2 separate regions of the Gossypium arboreum genome follow, and region 2 is linked to region 1. A link is a contact called in public Hi-C data. All regions are on one chromosome and are shown on one strand. The core of a region is the stretch at or near the end of the contact, and the rest is flanking DNA. Distances in the headings are between cores, read along the strand shown. Region 1 holds the start of LOC108482429 (trihelix transcription factor PTL-like). Region 2 has its middle 94 kb from the start of LOC108481140.

What was found. Hi-C and Micro-C count contacts between places; a contact is called where the count stands out from the background.
Region 2: a Hi-C map of leaf shows a contact between it and region 1, with 4 times the contacts expected there. The contact joins the enhancer-like site here to the promoter of LOC108482429 in region 1. A contact is called at or near these places in 2 of 5 Hi-C or Micro-C datasets (both in leaf).

What each region holds. Positions count from the first base shown.
Region 1 is chr1:64,094,719-64,101,397 of ASM2569848v2, forward strand. It overlaps LOC108482429 (trihelix transcription factor PTL-like), which reads right to left and starts at 4,805. Exons shown (of 3, transcript XR_008283310.1): 1 at 4,219-4,805; 2 at 2,463-3,675; 3 at 1,960-2,308.
Region 2 is chr1:64,362,386-64,368,978 of ASM2569848v2, forward strand. No RefSeq gene overlaps it. Among protein-coding and RNA genes, the nearest start is that of LOC108481140, 94 kb to the right of the region's middle. Within about 2 kb of position 2,021, at least 1 of the 2 cell types and tissues checked has an H3K27ac peak or open chromatin away from gene starts, as enhancers often do. A contact at or near this core is called in leaf, where this site is marked.

The sequences.
Region 1 (6,679 bases), core at 3,555-6,054:
TAACCAATACTCCGACACTGATGGATCATCACAGCCACATTCCTTGCTATGAATTGCATCTGCTTTAAGCCCTTTTGTTGTTTCCATTGCTTAGGCCAACAAAATATGGGGTTCACTAGGGCTCTTACTAGGCATTGCAACCTTGCCCTTGAGTTTACCATTGAGCTTCCTACTAGTTTTACCCCATCTAGTAGTGTGTAATGGTTGGTTTCTAGATAATGATGGGGGTTGAGTAACCTGATTAATTCCCTCATTTTTAACACTAGAATCCTTCTTAGGATCAACTAGAGCCTTAAATCTGAATCCTAAATTTAAATTCCCTTGATATTCAAGTTCATTCGCAAGCCATTTCTTTAGACCATTTTGTATTATATGTTGGACAACCATCCATGGACCATAATTATTGCATACTATCAGTTGATCCGTTGTCTTCTCCAACACCGATATCCATCTTTGATCGTTAATCGTTAGTCTCATCCCTTTGCCTCATAGGGTGAGCGTCCTTCGTATGACCATAGTGACCCCCAAGTGAATAAAATATTGGATGAAAATCCATACTAAACCCTTTATAGAACTCCTTCGACCTAAATTTTAGAAAGTAATGACCTGCTCAAATTAATTGATATTGCCATTCTTTCAAATCGCCCCTTCACAGCACTACTAGTACTACTATCAATTTTCACTACTTTACCTACCAGCAATGGCATGTAGCTTCGGTTATACCAAGCACCAGAGGGACCTGGTAATCTAATCCAAACCACCACTTGATTTGGATGATGTTGCAAGGTCAAGAAATCCTTTATCCAAGGTTGAACGATTAGGCAATGGCTAAAGATTATTCAGGAGCCCTTCTGACAGTACCTGAGAATAGTCATTAGCAAGATCCATAAGTTGCACGGTTTGCGTCGGCTTCCATAAAGCCTAGATTTTATTTAAGAGCATATTAAAGCCAATCTTTCTACCAGGCAATTTTATGATGATCAACTGATTCATGCTTTATTTGACTAGATAATGAACCCTTTCAAAAAAGGAGGTCGAAGGTACTCTATCTACCTTTTCAATTATTACGTAACCTTCCAATTTCACTATCATCATCCTCCTCTATAGTTGAAGCATTCGTTTTCCCTGTGAGCAACGCATGTAATTTATCTTTGAAAGAGACCATCCCCTCATCTGTATGTTCTACCATCATTCCACCGCTATCTGGTCAATCCTCTTCGCCCAAGCGAACCTTCTTCGTGACCCTACCACCCACTCCTTTGGGGACAACTTCGATCCAGAACTATCGCCAATTATGTTGTTATAATATTTTTCTATCTTATCTTTTGATATCTAATTTATTTACGTTTGTTGTATGATAAAAATGACCATTAAAAATCCTTTATTTCTTCGACCCAACCACTCTTCTGATTTTGAGAAAAAAGAATTTATTTATCAATATAACTCATTTATATATTCATGTCAAAATAATAAATAAATAGGACTCATAAAAATTATTTACTTCTAGGGAAAAACTTTTACCGCATTAGGCTAACTCCAAAACTCAATTTTATTAAATTTAAATATAAACTCGATTCAACTTAATCATAAAAATTTAACAACTCGAATCTTTGTAACTTGAAATCAGAAATTATCCAAGAACGAAATTATTCAAACTCGAAATAACTAAAACAAGCAAATCAAAATAATATGAACTAAAATAAATCTAACTCGAAAACTTGACTATTAAATCTAAATGGCCCAAACCTAAAATGATCTAAATCTAAAATGACCAAAATATTTTAAAAACTCCCCAATTCAATCCAAAACCAAACCGGTTCATCCTATCAAAATCTAAATGAGATTACAAGTTTTTTATTAGATATTTATTAGTTAAATTTATTTATATCGAACAAATATTTTACCTTTAAAAAAAACAAATATAAATGGAATATCAAATAGAATGATCTCGAGTATATATATGTAAAACCCGTTAATCCTTGGCCTACTTATTTGATACAAATGCAAACAAAATCTGAAAGATTTGCATTCTGGTTTACAATCTGATCCAAAGTCACTGTTTCCTTAACCTATGCACCGTACTTCAGAGAAATTGTACATAAACTTTTGCACACGTGGGGGCAAATGCCCTCTATAATGCAGAGATATTTCATCAGACATTTACTAAACAACAAATTCTCAGTAAATATACATTGAAAGAAGAAGAAAGAAAGAAAGTGATAATGAAGAAGTATCATAAATCAAGTTTCCATGCACTAAATCAACTATATATATTGAAATGCAGTGGTTTTTCCTTTTCCGCTCTCCCCTGCAAGATATATTAAATCAAACCCATTAATCCATATTTGAATTAGCTAAGAACAACATGAAACACAGTTTGCTGTACATAAATTTTCAAGAGTCAAAGATCAGTCAAACTGCTTGCTTACACATTCTACACAGCCTCTCAAAAGAGAACTTACCCATGTGGGATGGATTACAATAATTGTGAAACCTGTCATCTTTTGTTTGAACTTACTGGTTTTTTTTCATCAGTTGCTGAGTTTCAGACCATAGTTTTCCCACAAGTTATTATCTCCATCAGCCATGAAGAAGCGAAAGCAACTATCGCTTACAGCATGAGAAGAGCCGTCATTTGGTTGGAGTCTCAATGTCTCAGGTCCTTGAGTGAAAATGGTCTCATGGGGTTGATAATAATCAAAGCCTCTTGAGTTCTCCTTTCTCTTTTTGTTACTCTCCTTGGTTTTCATTAGGGTATATGAACCACCAATGGTATCCCATTTGTCTTTGCACATTAAACCACTCCTTTCAAATCCTAAACACCCCATCTTAGCAGCGATTTCCTCCCACAAAACCACCTCTTCTGAATACCCTACTTGTTGGAACCTTGTTTCCATGGCGGTCCTCAGCTGTATGAGCCTAGAAACCTCAGCTTCTTGCCACCCATCAGCCTTAACAGTGTGGTTAATTGTTCCATTCCCATTTTCATTATGGTTTTCACCGTCAGATGATGCCGCCTTCAACTGTTTGCCAGCCAGGTTCTGTAATGCCTCCATTAAAGCAGCATCACGAGCTTCAATCCATGCTCTCTCTTTAGCCCAAAACTTATGCTCTCTATCTATTCTTATTGCTGCTTCTTTCCTCCATTGTTCTTCCCTTAAAACCCTCTCTTGCTCCTTTTCCTCGAGCGTCTTGGTCAGTTTCACAAGCCATGCCTCTTGCCTCTCCATTAGCTTCCCGATTTGCGAGTCGATGAACTCTTTTATCTTGGCTTTCCAGCTTCTGCAACCCCTTTTCTTTTTCAGCTTTGCACTGCTTAAATCATTGTTATCTGAGGAACAAGTGTCGAATTTTGAGGAACTTGAGAGACTAAGACTATCACTGCAAAGCTTTTGCGAGTGATAGATCTCTTGATTTGCTTGAGTATTGATGCTATTTTGAGCGCCATGAAACTGAAAACTGTTGCCGATTAGGGGAGTTTCTTGGCCTAAAACTCCATTGTTGTTGCTGGTATCCCCATATAAAGCTTCAAGTTGACGAAAGAATCGATAGTGTTTACCATCCTGTCTCCCAGCCTTGCCTTCCTTAGTCTTTTTATAATATTTATACAAGTTTTCGAATTTCTCCCTGCATTTTTTCCCACTCCTTTGGTACCCATGTTCCTCAAACATGACTCTACAGCACCAAGAAAAAAGGGAAGGAAATGGCAATAAATTAAACTTTAAACCTATTAGAAAACAGATGAACCCTAATTCAAATGTGTATGACCATGGAAATATCATGTGATGAATGTTGATAAAGCTCTTATTTGACCATTCAAAATTGAAAAATAAAGATGGGTCTTTCGGCAAGGGACTGATGAAAACGTCTTTTCATGGATAAAACTTGCAGATGGGTACTTAAAACATCCAAAAGGTTAGTCATTTTTATAGTAAAAACCAGTAAAAACTTGCACAATAATGGAGGCAACACATTTTCAAAGGAAAAAAAGAGAGCAAGTCAGTTGAAGACTATAGAAATGATCAGCTATCGTTTATTTTCTTTAAAAATAAATAAAAGAAGAAAACTCGTGTAATACTGTTCCTGGTTTGAACCCCATTTCATATCTTTAAAAGGAGAAACAATCCATGGAGTGAAGTTGCTAGCTTTGGGAATGGAAGAAAATAGAGAATTAGGGTATGGAGAGCATGGAAGAATAAATATATTATTTGTATATACCTGGAAACTTCATCCCACAAAGGACCCTTTTGATTAGCTTCTTTGAACTTGGGGTCGAGATGAGATCTGATCTCAAGAAGTGTTAAGGTCTCTTGTCTCGGCCACCTTCCATTTCCTCCATCACCTCCAAAAGCACTGGCTTCACCGTCGAACCCACAGCTGGGACTAAGTGTGGAAGCACTAGTGACAGTGGCAACAGCAGCCATGGGAGTGGCATTAGTATTACCAGTAGAATCAGAAGGGAACTCATGTCTACCCACCATTTGCATCACATCGAAGGGGTGGTGGGGTTGCTGCGGTGGCGGCAGATTCCGGTGGTGGCCGGGGGAGAATAACTCAGTATCCTGTGGAATTGCTTGGAAATTGATGGGTTTTCCGTTGAGTAGTTGCCTAAGATCGGGTATGGCATATTGATGGTGACGATGATCCTCCATTTCCATATCGATTTATGAACCCAAAAAGAAAAAAAACAATGGAAAAGGAAAAGGAAAGAGTAGAGTAAAGCTAAAAAAATAAAAATAAAGAGTGAAAGAGAAAGGTTTTAATAGAGAGAAAGAGTGTATGAAAGAGAGAGAAAGCGGCAGACTCGGATCGTGTCGTCCACGAAAAATCTCCAAATTAAGCTTAGGCCAACGGTCCCACACACTACAAATATACGTATTTTGCTACAATCCTTTCCAAAATTACCTACATTTGTATATAGTTGGAGTACCTATTAATCCTAACCCAGGTTAATTTGGGTGTACCTTAATTTGGATTTTGATATTTATTTTGTATCAGCTTATTTTAAGTAAAAGAATTTTTAAATTTTTACAAAAATATTTATTCATTCTTTTTCAATTTATAAGAGTAATTTAATTTATGTTAATTTTAAAAGTAAAGTGAATAATTAAAGATAATTAATTATGGTATTAATATCTTTAATTAATTGCAAATGATTTTAGCTCTCGATGTTTATATATTTTGTTAATTTAGTCTAAGTTCTAAAAATTTAACAAATTTAGTCTCAATATTTAGCATTTACATAAATGTTGCAAGATAAATTTGTTAAGTTATTACCAAATTAACAAAATGTGTAAATTTTAATGGCTAAATTTATTATTATACTAATCAAAATTATGTACAAATGATAGAAAACATTAACGTCATGGTTAATTATTCTTAGTTTCTTACATTCAAAATTGATAGGAATTAAATTGCTTGATTTTTTAGAAGGACTAATTTGTCCAAATTCAAAATTAAAAAAACTAAAAATACATTTTACCGATTTTTTAAATTTAGAAAAGAGATTCATATCATTTTAAATTATTTATTCAAATTATTGTTAATCCAAGCCACTCTAGATTCTAATCATTTTAGGTTTGAGTTATTTTGTGTTCAAATTATTTTGAATTAAACAATTTTAAATTAAAAACTTAAATTATTAATTTTTATAATAAAATTAAATTAAATCGATATCGAACTGGTTTTTGAATTGGGGCGAAAATCAAGGGTAGTGTCAAAACATTCCAATCACAACCCATTCCTCGACCGCGAGAAAAACCTTTGGGCCCTTTGGGGCTTGGAAGCCTTAAACACTTCATCATTTTGATAGATTCTTAAGCTGAATTTGTCAATTGTCATTCATTTCTGCACCTTCCTCTATTGATCCTTATTACCAACACATTTAATTCAGGTTTTCTATATTTGATATTATTTAGTGACTTTCGCTATTGTTTGGATAACCTTTGTTAGCATGTTCATTACCACTAATATAATTTTAATAACCTATGATATTCGATATAGTTGTATTAACCTTTGGCATACTTTCAATTTGGTAGCTTTTGATATAATTTTAATAACCTTTAATATGATTTTTATAACCCTTTGATATAAAGTGTGTCGAAACCATTTTTTTGAAAACAGGAAATCGACTTTTGAAAACGAAAAGTTGGGAGTCGCCACCAATCGTTTTTAATAGGGTGTGATTGGACCACCTCAAAACACGGTCGTTTTTAATAAATAAATAAATTTTTCAAAACGACGATTTTAGTCTGCGAAAATAGAAAATCGGTTTGAGAGTCAGTTACGTACGAGGAAGGATTAGCACCCTCGACACGCCCAAAATTAGTACTTAATTGATTATTTAGTGTCTTAATGTCAAAAATTAAAGATTTGGACAGAGTTCAAAACGCGATCCTCCTTTTATTGGCTTTTAAAACATTTAGGTAAGTTAAATGTGTATTAAAGATCATCTCACCTCAAGGTAAAATATTACATCCAATACGTTAGGACACAACATTTTTTACCCTCAATTGTGAGCTTGCCTTTAAAATGTGCGTTTTAGCCTTAAGAGGATATTCGAATATTCAAAACAAACAAAGAAAGCGAAACCCAGTACGTTAGGGCACGATTCTTCGAATTCTTTAAATACCGAACATTGCCTTTATTTTGAAAATTTTTTAGAGTGAACTGGTAAGAG
Region 2 (6,593 bases), core at 771-3,270, 260 kb after region 1:
TCCTTCCAAATATACATCCATCTATAGGTTAAGTTGCAATTGGACTAAGTCACTATTATAGGTAAATAGAGATAGACACTAAAGCTTTGTTCACATAGTTTGAAAAGTTCTTATGTTTGCGAGGCCTTGCATAGAGAGTTACTCCACTATGCTTCAATTAGTACAATTTGTGATTTAAGTCTCACTCACTCTCCAAATAGCAACATCGCTCCTATACTCTAAACATGATCACTTTCTCTTCACGACTTTTCCCCTAAAAGCTTAGATGTAAATTGATTGACTTAATTAAGTTTACTTACAATTTTTTTGCACTCAATAATAGTTACTTTGTAAACAAATAAAGTACTCTTTCAATCCATATGTCTAACCTAAACAAACAGTGTATATAAATTAAAAAGGCTTGTTAAGTTACAATTAACCATTTTCTCTATTTCCTTCCTCCTTCCATTTTCCTTCTTTCTTTATTTGCCCTCCTATTCCTTCACTCATCTCATGTCTTAATAAAAAAGCCATTTTAATATCAAATATCTACAGTCCACCATATATCTTAAATTTATATATATCTATGTAGGGTTATGTGTGTTTGCTTTGAAAGAGATAATCAAACCATGGCATGCAGAGCAGCAAAATGTAAGAGCAAAATTTTCGCAACCATCATTATAAAAAGGGTCCACTTAAAGATATAAGGCTATTGGAAAGCAAGTGTATTCAATGAGACTATGTCTCCTCCATATCTTCATTTCAATATTGCAGCCTATGATAAGAAATTTCTATTCATCGAGATCCAAATGTGGGGGCAGCTTTCGAATGATGGGTATCGACCCCATGCACGATAGATGGGATTGCTCAATAATTACACTGAGAAACACATATTTCAATTTGTGACATTTAGATCAAGGATTTAAGTGAGATTGTGAGCGACATAGATACTGTCACAATTGGTTATATAGTAAATATTGACATGGAGAATCAAAACTAAGATCACAGCTGAGTTGAACTATATTTTTATTTATATACACTTAAATTAATGTTGTGTGAACTTTATTTAACATATTTTAATACTGTTTTCAATTCGGCTCTAGAATGGTTTCTTTAATCCATACTGAAATTTTATATAATATTCTAAAAGTATATTAGTTTTTAAAAATCAAGCCAAATATATTTATAAAGTTGTATAATAGCTAAACAATTATAATAAAAATATATAAATATTTTTAAAATCAAGATATATGTTATATATTCTTATAAACTAAAAATCATAATTAAAAATATAACAAATAGTTATAAAACATATTAGTCAATATATTGGGGTGGACGGATTTTATCTAAATTTTACCTCTAAAATTTTAGAGTGTTTTTAAAATTCACATAAAAATTAAATTTGAGTGTAAATATTTGTTTAATTAAAAATATAATTGTTTGTAGGTATATTACATGTTTAAATAATTAATACAATTATACTTTTTAATTTTTTAAATGGTTGAAATTCAATGAATTATGTAAATAATCCATCATTATAACTTTAAATTTATATATAATATGGCAAATTATAAAAAAATGATAATAAGATACTTTAGACAGTGTCATTTCGGTTGGGCACTTTATGTGGGGAGAGAGTAGGGGCTGATTACTTAGCCGGAGCCCGGAAAACACCCAAGAAAGAGGAGTAGGGGTTGGCAACCCAATGCCAATGTTTTTTTGTTTTATAGGGTTGAATTGTAGTTAAAAGTTGTCTTATCGATTTGTGGGAGTGAGTTGTCACCTTTGGAAAGCTTAATCATGAAACATAAGAAAAGCTTAAAGGCTTTGATTTAGGCATTAATTAATTAAAGATATGGGAGTTTCTCTTTATTGGGCAAAGTATCTTGCTTTCAACCATCAAATATCCCATCAACTTTCAATTCAATGAGTTCATTCAGGATCTTCCCCAATTCTGGAACTTGCTACCTCAATTATGCCTTTAATGTCAGCCCACTTTACTCAACATAACTGGCTCATATACACTTTAACTTGTGCTTTCTAAGTGAGCCCCTTTTTTCCAGGATGGGCTCTCCAGGCCATTATATTTTCTTCCCCTTTTCCTTCAAGAGTTCAATGGTTCAATTACTTTTTGGAGTACGGAATTCGAAATTATTCTCACTTTGGGTATGTATTTTTTTTTATCTAAATTAATCTTTAATCTTTCCTTCAAGATTTTAAAATTTAGACTTTCATGTGAGAATAATTGTCAAATATTAAACTCCAATATAGAAACAATTCCTAAGTTTAGGAATTAATTTGGATTAAAAAAAAAACTAAAACTCCAACGTGAGAGCAATTGCCTAGTTTATACCCTAATATGGAAACATTTATTAAGTTCAATGACTAATTTAGATAAAAAAAAAGTTCAGACCTCAACGTGAGAGTTTTGCTAAACTCAAGTCCCAAAGCCTTATAGCTTTTAACAGGGATGGCAATTCGAATTTCGAATTTATCCAATTCAAATTTTATGGATTCAAAGCAGATATAAATAGACCCCTTCCAATAGAATTCAAATAATCTCAATATGTATCTATTGGTTACAAAATATTTAAATTTTGTTTCTAACAAGTTTGCACCCAAGACCTCTTATACATAAAACCATGTTTTAGCTACTAATATTGCTCTTAAACATTAATTATAATTTACACAAATTAATAATTAATGTATAAAAATATAATAAAATATATTTTTAAAATATATATACTAATTAATAATAAAATTAAAATAAATATTTCGTCTTCTAGCTTCTTTTAATTTTTTTTTATCTATAAACCTAAGTAAACAATGAGATGAGACCACCGTAATTCCTAAATTTTTCATTGCTTTTTTATTATTTTATTAACTCAAGTAGTTAAATTACTTTAAAAGATTTATTTAATATTTATATAATTAAAAGAAATATTATAATATAAATTTATTTTCTAATATCACTTAATTATATTCAATACATGTTATATTATAAAAATAGTATACACACATGTTTAAGGACATATAATATATCAATTATAACTTATGAATGTATAATAATATTATTATACAATTAAAATATTATAATGTGTATTATTTTATTAATGATATGCACCTAAACGTTAAACATGTAACTCATTTTATGGTAGATTATAATATATACAATTAGCATTATATAATTAAGGTAGATTATTTAAGATTACTTACCCTATATACAATTACATTATTATAACATACATTTTATATCAATGATATGTAAGATTAAACCCTAAACGTATTGTTATAATAGGCGTCGATAATGATAATAGAATGATCACAAAGCAATAATAAAAATAAAAATAAAAACACACAAATTTTACGTGAAAAAAACTATAAGCAAAAGAGAAAAAATTTACTAATGTGATTCCACCAACAAGGCTGAATTAATTCTTGTCAAGGTGAAACAATTTGAAGTTGGGCCGTATTTCCATGAACTACTTATTCTTGAGATGTCCAAAACAAAGATTGATCATTTGTGTTTACCAATTGGGTCAACTATAGGGGGCGAACCAAGTGAGTCAAAGAAGAGTTTAAAGGGCCTATGTGTGGACGTTGGGAACAAGCCCAAATTAATCATGTTCTGATCGGCCAAGACCAAGTCAAATGCTGATCCAAGAGTTGGATGAGACCCCATTGGGTTTGATTAATCATGAGACACTTTAGGAAGACTTTAAATTAAGTTTCATTTCAGTTTAACAAGTTTGTATCTTTAAATTATGCCTTGAATTATATGTCTGCATCTTTCATTGTGTCTAGCATTATCTGTTCTGCATTTAATTAAGTCATACATAAAAGCATCTCATATGTTAATTAAGTTTGTGTTTTAATTATGTGCATTATGAAAATAAGTTTACATTTTAATTAAGCCATGCATTTATGCATCTTATATGTTAATTATATTTAAGCATACGTTGAGTTACATATTCATAAATAAATGCATGTATGTATTTATATTATGCTGATTTCTATCATAAATATGTGTTTTAAGTTAAATATTTTAGTAGAATAAGAATATGAAAATTTGTCAATGTTTAATGTCTAATTATTTATCTTGTAGGTGACTATTTATAGGACTAAGAATAACTCTTCAACTCTAATCGATTTCATTCACTTAAAGTTTATTATGGTGACTGTTCAAATGGATCACAAGTGCCTCTTTAAAATCTTATCTATTTCATGCACTCAAGGATCATTATGGAGCCATTAAAAGAGATGAATGTCAAGCAACATAACATTCGGCCATAAGGGAGATGAAGGGACACTAAACAGCACAATTATGGAACATTAAACTTTCAACAAGTGAAGAGACATGACTTTTCAACTATCTGAATCAAGTGACGAGTCATGACTTATTAGTTGCCCTTCATAAAGTTATAATCGAATTTTAAGTTGTGATAAAAGCTAATGTAGCTGCTGAATTTGAATAGTAAAATTAGGGCCTATATATATCTTATAAAAGGACAATGTTGAGGTTAGACAATTATTCTAAATATAAACTTTGTTGGTGAGATTATTATCTCATGGTTCTTCATTGAACTAAGCTAAACTTATCAAACGTTTACTAGTTTGTGGCATTCACCCAATTGTCTTATCAATTCGTTTCCCATCATGAAGTGTGGCGATTTTGCTTACCAACGTTCGAGTATTCTTTCACGTTTAAGTGGGTCATAATTTTAATATAGCTACGGTTTCTTAAAGTATTCAAGTGTTACGGGTCAAGGTTTCCACCAATTAAACCTATTCAAGACAGTCCTTCCATTCAAGCTATTTTCCAAACCCTCCAAGTTTGGAAAATCATATCACAAGAGGAGTTTCGATTATATCTATTTAAGGGTTGAAAAAACCTACGACCCTTGACCTCTCACCCCCACAGATCTCCTTATTTATTTCTTCAGTAAGTGACAGGATTCGGATCACACAAACTCTAACACGTATAGCTAAATTTATGGTAAATTATAATATATACTATTAGCATTATATAATTAGGGTAGATTATTAATGATATGTAATCCTATATACAATTATGATATTAAATGTATGCTTTATATAATGATATGTAAGCTTAAACTCTAAATGTGGAACAAACTTTATGGTAGATTATAATATATGCAATTATAATTTATTTAGAATTCTTATGTTTAAGTCGTTAGGTACATTTAAATTGTTGTGAAGTTGTTAAGTTTAATTTGTTTGGAGTTTTATTTAAGTACTTCTCTTAATTTATTTTACATTTTGAATAAACTTTATTTTGTTTTATTTTATATTATTTTTAAAATTTTAATTTTAACATAATCGAATAGTACTCAATAATTTACAGATTCATATTTTTAGACACATTTGTTAATTCAGATTTAGATACAAATATTGGACCCATTTCTATTCTTGAGTTTTCAATCTACTTTTGACCCTCAGCCAATATTGTCAAAGTTGGATCAACAATCGAATTCATCTCACTATTTTATGATTCAACATAATCTAAAGATAAATTAAAAAGATTTCGCGAATTAAATCCTGATTTTTTTTTCTCAATTTATAAATAATTTACTACCACCAATTGGATCATAGATTTGTTATTTTGACATCACTCCTCTCAACCTCATAATTAATTATGCATCTTAATTCACTCAAACTGACTAAATTAAACAGCGGGAGTAGGATTTCATTTTTTTCTTTTTATTTGAAAGAAGATCGGGAACCTTAACTATCATTCATTCTGGATTTTAATATATTTTTAATTTGAAGCAAGCTAATTGAGATTGAAGATCATGTAAGTCACATGTAATCTAATTTCGCTCTTGTTTGTTGTTTCATACATTTTTGAATTTTTTTAAATTTTAATGATTTAATTTTTTATACATATTTATAATCTAAAATAATTTGATAAATTTTTTATAAAAAAAGTGTAGAAAATAACAAGTACACAATAATCAATTCTATTTTATTTTGTTTTAATTTTGTATATCCTATAAAAATATTACGTTTAAAATTTAATTTTGTTTAGAATAAAGTGAAATATTTAAAATTAAAGATAAAATGTGAAATATATTTTTTATAATTTAAAATCTATATTTATAAAAAAATTAATTATATCCCGTAATTAATTTTAAGTGATATATCTAACAATTTTATAATTTAAATTCAGTACTTAAATTTTCAATACTTAATTTTCAACACTTATTTTTTTAGCTTTTAATTTTTCAATTTATCAAACAACACCAACATTAAATCTAAGTTTTTATTTTGTTTTAGTTTAATGGCTTGTTTATTATTTTATTGTGAATTTAATTTTAAAATTTGTATATTCATTTGGGACCAAACCTCAAACTTAAATTTGAAACCTTCACCCAAACTTAATTTGGGCCTAATTAGAAATACTTTTAAAAAGAACTAAATAAGCCCAAATTGTAACAGAGTAAATATTTAGGATCCATTTGTTTACATGTAAAAAGTTTTACGGAAAATATTTTCTATATTTTTCTGTGTTTGCTTTTTAAATAATAGCTTGGTCAACGAAAAATGACTTACAGGTCAACGCAAAATAAGTCATTTTTCCTATAAAATGACTT